Linked DNA regions of Callithrix jacchus: region 2 is linked to region 1. Evidence: chromatin contacts called from public Hi-C data. All regions are on one chromosome and are shown on one strand. The core of a region is the stretch at or near the end of the contact, and the rest is flanking DNA. Distances in the headings are between cores, read along the strand shown. Region 1 overlaps DIS3L2 (DIS3 like 3'-5' exoribonuclease 2). Region 2 overlaps DIS3L2 (DIS3 like 3'-5' exoribonuclease 2).

Evidence for each region. Hi-C and Micro-C count contacts between places; a contact is called where the count stands out from the background.
Region 2: a contact with region 1 is called in a Hi-C map of skeletal muscle, with 5 times the contacts expected there. The contact joins two enhancer-like sites. A contact is called at or near these places in 2 of 3 Hi-C or Micro-C datasets (induced pluripotent stem cells and skeletal muscle).

What each region holds. Positions count from the first base shown.
Region 1 is chr6:153,595,538-153,601,048 of calJac240_pri, reverse strand. The region is part of intron 9 of DIS3L2 (DIS3 like 3'-5' exoribonuclease 2); the gene reads right to left. Among named protein-coding and RNA genes, the nearest start is that of ALPP, 170 kb to the left of the region's middle. Within about 2 kb of position 2,923, at least 2 of the 16 cell types and tissues checked have an H3K27ac peak or open chromatin away from gene starts, as enhancers often do. A contact at or near this core is called in skeletal muscle, where this site is marked.
Region 2 is chr6:153,732,508-153,738,018 of calJac240_pri, reverse strand. The region is part of intron 14 of DIS3L2 (DIS3 like 3'-5' exoribonuclease 2); the gene reads right to left. Among named protein-coding and RNA genes, the nearest start is that of ALPP, 38 kb to the left of the region's middle. Within about 2 kb of position 2,223, at least 7 of the 16 cell types and tissues checked have an H3K27ac peak or open chromatin away from gene starts, as enhancers often do. A contact at or near this core is called in skeletal muscle, where this site is marked.

The DNA of each region.
Region 1 (5,511 bases), core at 1,674-4,173:
AGCCACTTGGGAGGCTGAGGCAGAAGAATAGCTTGAACCTGGGAGGTGGAGGCTGCAGTGAGCCAAGATCACGCCACTGCATTCCAGCCAGGCAACAGAGAGAGACTCTGTCTCAAAAATAAATAAATAAATAAAAAGTCAAAAGAAGAATACCATTTTGTGACATAAAAAATGACTGTGGAAATTCAAATTGCACCCAAAATATTTACTATGTGACCCTTCCCAGGAAGTTTGCTGACCCGTTTTAGCTCAATATGTCTGAAAGTGCCAATTAAGTGTTTTAATCTTTTAAAAAAAGGTCTTGTGATTAAATCAGTTTAGGAAATACTGGGCTGATTTCTTAATTGTAGGACTTCGAGGAGCCTTTAATAGGCCAGTATCAACAGTTCTTGCCTGATTCGTTTGCTCCCAGCACCTCTTTGTGGGACAGCATCTCCCAGAACCAAGGTTCCTCAAGGGAGCACCTTCGGAGACATGTAGAACCACACTGAATGCTCGGCACAGGCCTCCCGTAGTGCCCTTGTCCTACTTAGGGCTTTGCCACCAAGCTTACCCTGAGGTACACCGCAAGAAGTCAAGCAAATGACTGTATTATCACTGTAGGGGATTGGGGAGAACAAGAGCCCAATTGACAGTGCAGTGTCCTTTTATAGAGTGCACTTACAGGGAAAGGTAATGCAGTGTAAGGAAACACTCTTCCCGTGACAATCTACATCTTACAGACACACAAATTTTATCCTTGGTGGTTTCCCCTTTAGCTATATGAACTGTCTGCTGTAAAAAATAAAATAAATAAACTTTAAAATGTTTTCCTTTTTGCTCTGGCTGCTAGGAGACTCAGAAAACCTTCCCAACTTGCCTCGAGAAGATTTTATTTATAGTTTGCACATTGTGAACTAACCCTTATCCTGGCTGTGCCTAATTTTCCTACTCATGTGTTCCTTTTGCCCCATTTCCTAATGTTTAAAAAACTTGCTGGCACAGTGGCTCATGGCTATAATTCCAGCACTTCCCATGGTGGGCAGACTGCTTGAGTCCAGGAGTTCAAAACCAGCCTGGGCAATACGGTGAAACCCTGTTTCTACAACAAATACAAAAATTAGCTGGTGTGGTGGCATGAACATGTAGTCCCAGCTACTTCGGAGACTACTCCTGAGAAGTAGGAGTAGTCTACTATTACTTCCAGTTAGTAGTAGAAGGAGAATTGCTTGAGTCTGGGAAGCAGAAGTTGCAATAATCTGAGATCACACTACTGCATTCTAGCCTAGGTAACAGAGCAAGACCCTGTCTCAAAAAACAAACAATAACAACAACAAATTTATTGTATTATATATGTCTGTAAATTGCCTTAAAAGATTTTCGGATAAAAGCAGAGTATTACTACATACATATGCATATTGAGGGATTACAACATTAGAGAATCATGTGTTGAGGGGATGCTGCAAGAAAGAAAGCAGCAGCCTAGACTACCCAGGGAATGAACCTCTAGGCAGTCAAACTCAGAGGGCTTTCAGAAGGCATTTGTACTGTAGCGGCAGAATCCAAGCTTGCTCTCTCACTGTGGAAAATTGGGAGAAGCAAAGGAATGGTGAGTGACCCTGACAAACCCCAGTCCTCAGTGCTGAGAGCCAGTGATTTAATCTGTTGTCATCACCGCAATTAGGAATCTGCCACGATGTGCTGCATGAGGGCTCCTGCTTGAAGCCGCAGTGGCTAGGAGCTGCTGGCCTCAGCACTTGGGAGCCCAGCCCTGTGGGGCAGGGTTGAGGGTGAGTGGGGCGGTGCACCATGCAGCTGTCACACTCTGTTAACATGCTTGGGATTTTACTGGCTCCTTTTCTGGAAGGCTGTGGTCTCACAACCTGCAGGGAGCAGCCTGGCCTGCCAGCTTTTAGAACCTGTGAGACCAAATATTTAAAGAGTTCCGCAACAATGGTTAGAAAGAAGCTAACCCTGACCCACAGAAAATAAAGTACCAGGTGGGGGAGGGAAAGAATGAGACTCCAGTTCATGAGGCTGCAGAATTCCAACTCAGAGCAAAGTTATGTAACCAAAATTTCTGAAGGCACGTGACCAAGGGGCTTAGGAGAACTTTTTAAAGAGAAAGAAAACTTCTAAGACTGTATAACCCAAAGCCATTGGTCTGGGAATGAACACATGAAGAGTAAGCAAAAGCCTTCTATAATCCCTTAAGACCTCACCAAGAACCCTAGGAAATAACAAAAGCATAGAAGTAATTTCTGTTCCTTTGTCACTCACACTCTTCCTCTGAGCCTGCACTCTCAGGTTCCTCAAGGTGTTAATATCTCTACCTCCTTTAAGCTGGAAGAAGCTGCCTCGTCACCACAGCAACATTTACTCACCACTCTGTCATTATTCACCTCGCTGGATTTTGGCCGTGGCCCCTACCACATCACAGAAACTGCTCTCCCCAAGGTTGCAGATGCTGCCAGATTAAGCATCCTAAAGCATGCATTGGTCAAAAACCTTCATCAACTCCTTACCGAGAAAAATAGAAAGTCAGCTTAAGATTTAAAGCCCTTCATGACCCAGACCCAACCTGTACTTTTCCAGTTAGATTGCATGCTCCCCATCTGTCCCTCGTGTGCTAAACTCTCCTCTATACCCTCTACTCTCTGAAACGTTGTTTGTGCTGTTCCTATACTGGGTTACTTACTCTACCAATCTCCAATGTCTAAGACCTACCTTGCAGTTAAAGGCCTGGCTGCAATGCCATCTTTTTTCCAGTAAGCCCTCATGGCCCCACAGAATGGAAACCACCTCTCTCCACCCACCCTACCCATGCCAGCAAACTGCCCCTCTCTGATGGCAACAGCCACTGTCTCTGACATATTGGTGGCCACTTATGGACATGTCTTATCTCTATGACAGGCTGGAAACCAGTATCGTGTCTGATAATGATATTGGCCTGTCTTTACATCCCTTCCAACACATTGACGGCACATATACAATGAATAGCTGATGGACAGATGAATCAAAAAATGACCAAAGGGCTCTTGTGGAGCACTTTTCCATTCAATTTTGCCACTGTGTCTTGGGAAATACATTTAAGATTAGAACTCATGACTTCTTGGCATTCAATCCTGTGGTCACACCACAGTGTTATTGTTTCCAAGAGTGTCCTTTTCTGTCTTCATCCCATCTTCTTTTCTCATAAAATAGTGTTTTACAAACTGTGGTTCAGGGACCATTTCCAGATTAACAAAATTTATAGCGGCCCTCCACTGTCCGTGACTCTGGGTCTGTCTCCTTGCTAGCAAGCAATTCTGGGGAAGAGGATCTGGGTCAATGATGAAGAATGGGTGAAAAGAAATGGAAAAAAAAATTAAGAAATAACCTTAAGTGGATAAAGAATAAAACTTTTAGTCCAACACTTTCTTAGATCAGATGGCATCACAGGTTATATAGAAATCAGCAAATTTTATGTAAATCGTAGAAGGATAAACAACTGAAGAGCTGGATCCTTTACCCACCAGGATGTGTTCCCAAGTGTACCACTGTAGAGAGCCCAACTAGATGGGTACTGGACATTTCAGAACAATCAGATGCTGAATTCATCTTAGCCTCCATTTCATGGAGCCGGAATAATCATTCAAACCTGGGTTGTCCCCTTGTTTCAGTGGGGCTGTGCCTTTTCTTTTTTTTGATGGTAGTTGCAAATATCATAATACTCTTTCACTCACTTCTACTCACACAAAGTAAGCGAACGCAAATCACAAATTTTTCAGAACAGGAAAAGTCTATAATCTGTTTAGAGCAGAAAGTGACCTTAGTCCATTTGCCTCCACCTCCCCAGCCTCATTGTACTCAGTGGTGAAGTGACACTTAATGGGGCCACATGGCCAGCAGAAAGAAATGGGCAGCACTGTGGACAGATCCTTTTCACCAGGGGTTTCTAACCTCAGGTCCTCAGAAAGGTCAACTCAAGCTTTAGCAAAATTCTACACCAAGTGAATGTGGTTATTAAGTTCTTTTATTTTTTTAAGGATAGTGACAAAACTTAATCCAAACAGACTGAAATGGTCCCCCCAATACAACCCTTTACTCACTGGTCCAATGAACCTGTCATCGTTCTATGCCTTTTTTTTTTTTTTTTTTTTTGTCATTTTTTGTTTTTTAGATGGAGTCTCGCTCTGTTACCACGCTGGAGTGCAGTGGTGTGATCTTGGCTCACTGCAACCTCTGTCTCCCAGGTTCAAGCAATCCTCCTGCCTCATCCTCTGAGTAGCTGGGACTACAGGTGCACACCACCATGACCAGCTAATTTTTGTATTTTTAGGAGCGACAGTTTCACCATGTTGACCAGGATAGTCTCGATCTCTTGATCGCATGATCCTTCCGCCTCGACCTCCCAAAGTGCTAGGATTACAGGCATGAGCCACCATGCCCAGCCCGTATGCCTCTTTTTATATTTTAAAAATAAAGACATCCTAAAGCAGAGGACAAAGGACAGGACAGGTATGGGACTGTGGGAGCCAGAGATCAAGAGATGGGTCAAGAAAGCCATGGTTTAAACCCAGAAAATACATTCAAATTAATTTTCTTCCACTCAATTTTCATTTGAAGAATGTCAAACTTTCAGGAAAGTTCAAAGAATAATAAAATGAACATCCATATACCCTTCATCAGGATTCATCAAATTCAACATTTTGCTATACTGGCTTTACCTTTTTCCTCCTTCCATCCCTCCCTTCCAATGTCTAGCTGGTTGTTCTGTGTGTTTATTTCTGACATCTGAACTACTGAGAAGCATGTCGCAGAGATGGCAATACTTTCCCTCTCCATACTTTAACACTGTCCAAGACTAAAGGCATTCTTCTACAGAAACACAACACTAACACCACCGCCAAGAAGATTAATACTTTCATATCACCGAATTCATAGACCATATTTAAACATCTTTGGTTGTTCCCAAAAGTCTCTTTTACTTTTGGTTTTCCTCCTGATCCAGGATCTAATCAAAGTTTCCACACTGTATTTGGTAGTTATGTCTCTTGAGCCTATTTCTTGTCCAACTATCTTTTGTTTTTCAAATATGACATGCTTTTTTATTTTGAAGGGTCCAGGTCAGTTGTCTTGTAAAGCATCTCATGTTCTCGATTTATTAGATTGTTTCCTCACAGAAGGAGGAAGAAAGGGATACACAGAAATAAACCAAATGTGACAAAATTAATCTCCTCTGTATTTACTATAAATGAAAAGTTGGGTTAAAAGGCTTGACTAGATTCATGGTGAACGCTTTGGGCTCAAATTTTCACAGGTGATGGTGTGCATACCTTCAGAAGGCACAAACTGTTAGGTTGCCAGATTAGACTAACTGTGTATGTTAAGGCTATGTTTTACCCTTTGTAAATAGTAAGTAACCTATGGAAAGAGACTTAGAGATCATGTGAATATCTTGTTCTCAAAAACCCTTGTGGGGCTGGGTGCAGTGTGGCTCATACGTGTAATTCCAGCACTTTGGGAGGCGAGCTGGGCAGATCACCTGAG
Region 2 (5,511 bases), core at 974-3,473, 140 kb before region 1:
GCCACCAGCCCCCTGCACACAGTACACACTCCCCACAGCAAGGGTGACACTGGGGGAGATAGAGGTTTCCACAGTGCACAAATGTCCCTCTAAAGAAAGAGCATCAACATCAATATACTTGAAACTTGGACTCTTCATGTATTTACGACAGGGCGTCCTTAGCCCCAAGTGGCCGGCAAGCATCAGGACTGTGCAGAGTCAGCCACTGGGTGCCGCATTCCTGCTGGCTCAGGTGGGACCTGTTTCTGTCACATCTTAAAGGATGATGCTGGCAAAGGCAGCTCTCCCCCTGGCAGGACTCAGAAGTAATGAGATGAGAAAGGGGTAAAGCCATCTGCGCTTCAGAGGAACTCTGCCTTCCCTGACCATCGAGGAACCACATCTAAGTGTTTCTCTGCTCAACTGAAAGGCTGGGGCTGGGTTTTGCCAGTCAGGGATCCGGGCATCTGTGGCCAGGAAGGTCCTGTCTGGCAGGTGGTAGGGGTGGGGGTGTCCTTCACCTCTCCTGGCCCTGCCATCAGGAGAGGAAAAGAGACGAGGGGCTTCTCCTCAGTGGCTTTCATGGAGTGGCAGCCCTACCACTCGCTGTGTGATTTCAAGTTTCCTAACCTCATGGAATCTCAATTTGTTCCCCTGTACAACAGGGAAGCAATGTACAAGTGCCTGGCTTGAATAAATAAGACCTGATTATTACACATCCTATGATGTGACAGGCCTGGGTGCCCCAACTCTAGGACATGGACAAAAAACACAGCAAAAGCAATACTTCCAGAAGTTTCTCCTGCCCCCCCCCCACCACCACCACAAAGCCACCCTCTGGCAAGGAGGCCATGTCTCCAAAAGTGTCCCATTTCAGATCCATGCACCTGCTAAAGTGCTGAGGAACTCACCCACCCCTTCCTCCACAGGACGCTCAGAGAGTGGCTTTGGAAATGGGCGGAAGCCGGGGTGGAGGGGCAGGGCCGGTGCCCAAAGCTGAAAATGCATCCATTTTCAAAGGCCAAAGCCAAATGTGGGACAGAAACAGCCTCTTCTGCCCTCAGCCACCAGGGCCCTTGTCACACTGTGGGAGGCTCCTGCTAATGGAATGAGACCGCTCACAGAGCTTGTTCAATTAGCTCTTGCTGAAAACTGCTAACGTGGCTTTGATAAGAATTGCTCCCAGCCAGTTTCAGCCTCATTTCTTCTGCAGACCAAATTTTCCACACTTGGGCACATGCTCTCTGTAAGCTCCGGAGCCCTGGGCTCTGCCGAGGCCGTGAAGGCAGCTGCTGGGCCTGTCTCGGAAGCTGAGTGCCCGAGCATGGCCCCTTCTCCATGGCTGGGCAGCCCATGGGGCACAGGTGGCGGCCGCCTTCATGTGGGGCCTGCTGTGTTCCCAGCGGCCAGAAATTGAGTGTAGTGTGGTGGAAACGGCCGGGCCCGGAAGGCAGGGGTCTGTGGAGCACTGAACTGTAGGCTGCTGGGGAGGGAACGTGGAAAAGATCTTGGTGGCAGCTCTGTCCCGGGCCAGGCTGGGTGGGGCTGGGGCCTGGGAGGGAAAAGTGGAGGCCTGGAGAGAGGGAGCCGCAGGCAGAGCTGGCCTGGGTGGGGTGGGGGTCCAGAGGAAGTGCAGCTGCCTGACTGATGAACCCCCACCCACCGCTGGCCGTGCACCCTGCTGCCAGCCTCCAGCAGAGGGTGCTGTGGCCACTGGGTGGCCCACCAGTCACAGCTCGGGCCTCTTGCTGACCCCTCTCCTCCTGTGCACTCTGCAACCTCCTGAATGCATTGGACGTTCTCATGAAACCACAGGGAAATGAATGGGGCCCAGTTCACAGGCATGGAAAAGCCCAGAGGAGGCCTCTGGAGCCAGACATCACAGGCCTGCGGGGGAGGCCAGAGCCAGGTTTCCTAGGCTGGGAGGCTCAGTCCACGGCAGGGCCTTTCTATAGGGGAGCGGGTAGGGCCCTGCTGCAGACAGGCATGTTCAGCTGCTGTACTTCCAGCTCAGAAGAAAGGAAATCCCCAGAGGCCAGGCAGCCACATTTGGGCCCTCAGACCTGGCCAAAGGAGGCCCAGTGGCTATGGTGGGGAGCAAAAGGGGGCTGGCTTGGAGCTGGGGCCGGGCTGACAGTGCAGAAGGCTCTTTTCAGGGTAAAGTCAGCCCAGAAGCCTCATTCCCTCCCCCAGTTCAGGCTCCGCTGGTAGGGGCAGGCCTGCAGGCTGGCAGTGGCCCAGCCCCCGAGCAGAACCAGGTGCCAGCCTGTGCTGTGTGGCTTTACAGAGTGTTGTCATTAGGGCTTGCTGGCTGCTTGATGGTGGAGACACATAAGCCTCTCTCTAGTGACAGCCCCTGCCCAACAGGAACTGGAAACGAGGTCCCCAGGAGTGGTGGCACCGGCACACAGAAGACTGGCCACCTGGGGGAGTCCCTGCAGTGCCCCCAACAGCTTGGTTTGCTGCTTTGCTGGCTCCTGGCCAGGAGTCCCTTTCAAGCCGTTGCAGTGGAAGCTGGCTCCGTAGGCTTGGAGCCAGAACAGAGCTCAGTAGGGGCCAGCTGGGTCATCACAGACTTCAGGAGGCATCTACTTTGGTTTTACAATTAGGCTTTGGGCACTTGAGTGTTCAAGGAAGAAGGAAGTTCTGCAAGGCACAGGTCTTTCTTTCTCTCCCTCTCTTTCCTGCACGTACATACGCTCTCACACACAGACGTTGCCAAGGCAGGCACAAAAACGAGAGATGAGCCTGGGCTTCCTGGGACCTCAAGCCACTTTGCTGCTGCAAGTCTGAATGTGTGTGCCCACATCTGAACACTGCTCCTGCCCCCACAGCTGCTAGGTCAGATCCTGCAGCAGGGCCACCACCCCAGCCCCAGAGTCACCAAAGTCTTCAGGGAAACAAGAGCGCAGCTGTGGTCTCTGCACTTCCTCATCCACCCCTCACTGTCCCCCCATACCCAGTGTACACGGAGGGGATTTTTGGTCCTAAGGTGACAGAGGGAGATGGTGTCTCTGGGAGGCCACAGAAGTGACCACAGAGGTCCCATCCATGGTGTAGCAGGGCTGGATTTGGAGACTGCCAGGCACTTTGCCACTCTTAGTCCACCTAAGTCTCAGAAGTCAGAGTTCTCATGCCTGGCAGGAGCACAGGGAGCTTGCAGGATTTGCCCAAGCTCCCAGACCCAGGGTCCCTGATATCCTGTCCAGTGCTCTGTCCTCAGGTGACCCTGCGTTGCTTGCTCTGAACCCTCTGAGCAGGAGGGAGCAGCAGGGTTTCTTACTGGCACCTCCAAGGGCTCTGCCGACAGTGGCAACTCAACACAGAGCTCGCCCTGAGAGCACACGGCTGCCTGGGGGCTGTGTCACACCCCAGCGGTCAGCTGTGTCACTACCATCATCCTGCTCCTGATTGCCAACAGCACCTCCTCCCCTCTGCCAGGGTCACAGCAGCTGCAGAGGCCAGGGTCACCCATCTGAACCTGGCTCTCCACCTACCTGCCCAGCCGCCTCCCAGGGACAGAACCTTTACTCCAGTCTGCTCCCTGCCTCTAGGCCTAAGGCCGGTCATAGGCACAGGCAAACACACATGGCCCCCTGTAGCCACTGCCTGGCTGGGCTGGGAAACTGTCCCCACCTTGGAAGCCTTGTTTCCAGGTCCCCGCTTTGCCTCTGCCTCTCCCCCACTGCGGTTGGACAAGGAGGGCAGAAGCAGCACTGAGGCCTGCACAGCGCCTCCCTGGCACGGCTGCCTCCTCATGGCTGCCTCGGGCTGGGTCCTTTCCTGTCTGAGTTGCCCAGGGCTGAGCATGGATGCTTCTCCTGCTCTTGGTTTCCCATCACTGCTAAAGGCACCGTGTGTGGCCTCTCCTTTGCTAATGCTCCTCCCACCCCCCATGGAGATGAACTGGGCCCCTGGGTCAGGAGGGCAGGTCAGAGCGGGTCACTGGCCACAGCATCGGTGAAATGGGGAAGGCCCCTCCCCCTCAGTTGCCTTGGCCCATGTGACAGCATGGCCCCTCGGTGCTGGGCCTCATGCAAGCCTCTTTCTAGACTATTCCAAGAGGGAGTTTTCTCATTCTGAGCTGGGCAATGAATCTCCCATGTTTTCCCTGTTGAGCTCTGAACAGAGAAACCTCAAGAAGTCCCCAGGTCAGTCCCTCACCTAGGCCTGAGTATGGCCCAGGGTCCTTGGCTGCTAGCGCTCTGAGGGTCCTTGGCTGTCACACTCCCTGGCCCCCACAATTTTGCTGGCCTGTTCCTGGCCTCAGCCCTACTTCCTTACCAGCCACAAGGAGATCAGTGCCTCTGTCCCCCAGGGATCCCTTGGGGCCTCCTCATGGGTGACAGGACCCAGACACTTAGGCCACGCTGGGTTTCCATGCTGCCCCCTCTGCTCCCACACCCAAATCCACCTTCTCCACTCAGCTCCCGCTGGGGCTGTACAGGCTCAGTTCAGGCATCCCTCTCCCTGGCTCCATGGTCCTGTGGGCTGATTCTAAACCAAATCTCATCCGTGAATCCAGACCGTCTTCCTCTGGAGGCAAGTTTTCCTCTGCAGACCACAGGCCCTGGGGTGGGAAGGTGAGAAACACCTGGCCTTGCCCATCTAGGTATTTCAGATCTGAGCAGCACATAGAGGAGCTGATAAAGTGTTTGCGGGAACAAATGAGGCATTTCAGAGACATGATTTGCTTGTTTGCTCCACAGAAAACGTTGAGTGCCAAATAAGACTTACTTTGAGGGGTGGAAACACAGCCCCCAGTAATAAAGGACGAGGGGTTGCAGTTATGGTGCCAGCAACTTCCCTTCAGCTCATCACTGTTGAAGCAGAGGTGTATGGACTTGGCAGGCAGAAGCCAAGACAGCTTCTGCTGGCCTAATGGGACACGCTGCATTTGCCTCAATGCACTCTTACTGCCTGTAGGCGGTTATTGCTTAAATCCAACACAGGTGACAGGTGGCAATGTGACTGGGCCTCATTTGTTGGTTACATGATCAATGAATCCTCTCCTGCAAGGGCAGCCTGCCTCAGTATAAACATAAAATGCGGAAGATGAAGAGAAAACCCATCTTGTCTTGGGTTTTTTCCACTGAAGCAACGCTCATCTCATCACCCCCGGAACACAGTGTGTTGAGTCTGGCAGAGCTCTGCATTCATTCTGCGACTTTAAAAATACTGACATACAGTTTTATGAGCTAGGTTCAGAGTCGTTTAAATGAATGTGTCCCCTGCCCCCCAGAACATTCTGGGCTTCCCTGACATCTTCATAGACCCGCCCCATGTGGCACTGGGGCCCAGCTCTGCCCTCTCTGCCTTGCCCATACGAAGGGGTAGGGTGGAGGGGTGGGGCGGGGAAAACCACAGGACTGCTGGGTTTCATCCCCACCCCTACCCAAAGTCAACCAAAGACTCCTGAGAGCTCTCACACAGCCTGTGTGAAGACTTCAGCTCTATGCCACTCTCATTCTACCTGAGAACCAAGACCAGAACAATCGGAATCAGGCCCTGAGTTCTTCCAGGCCAGCTGGG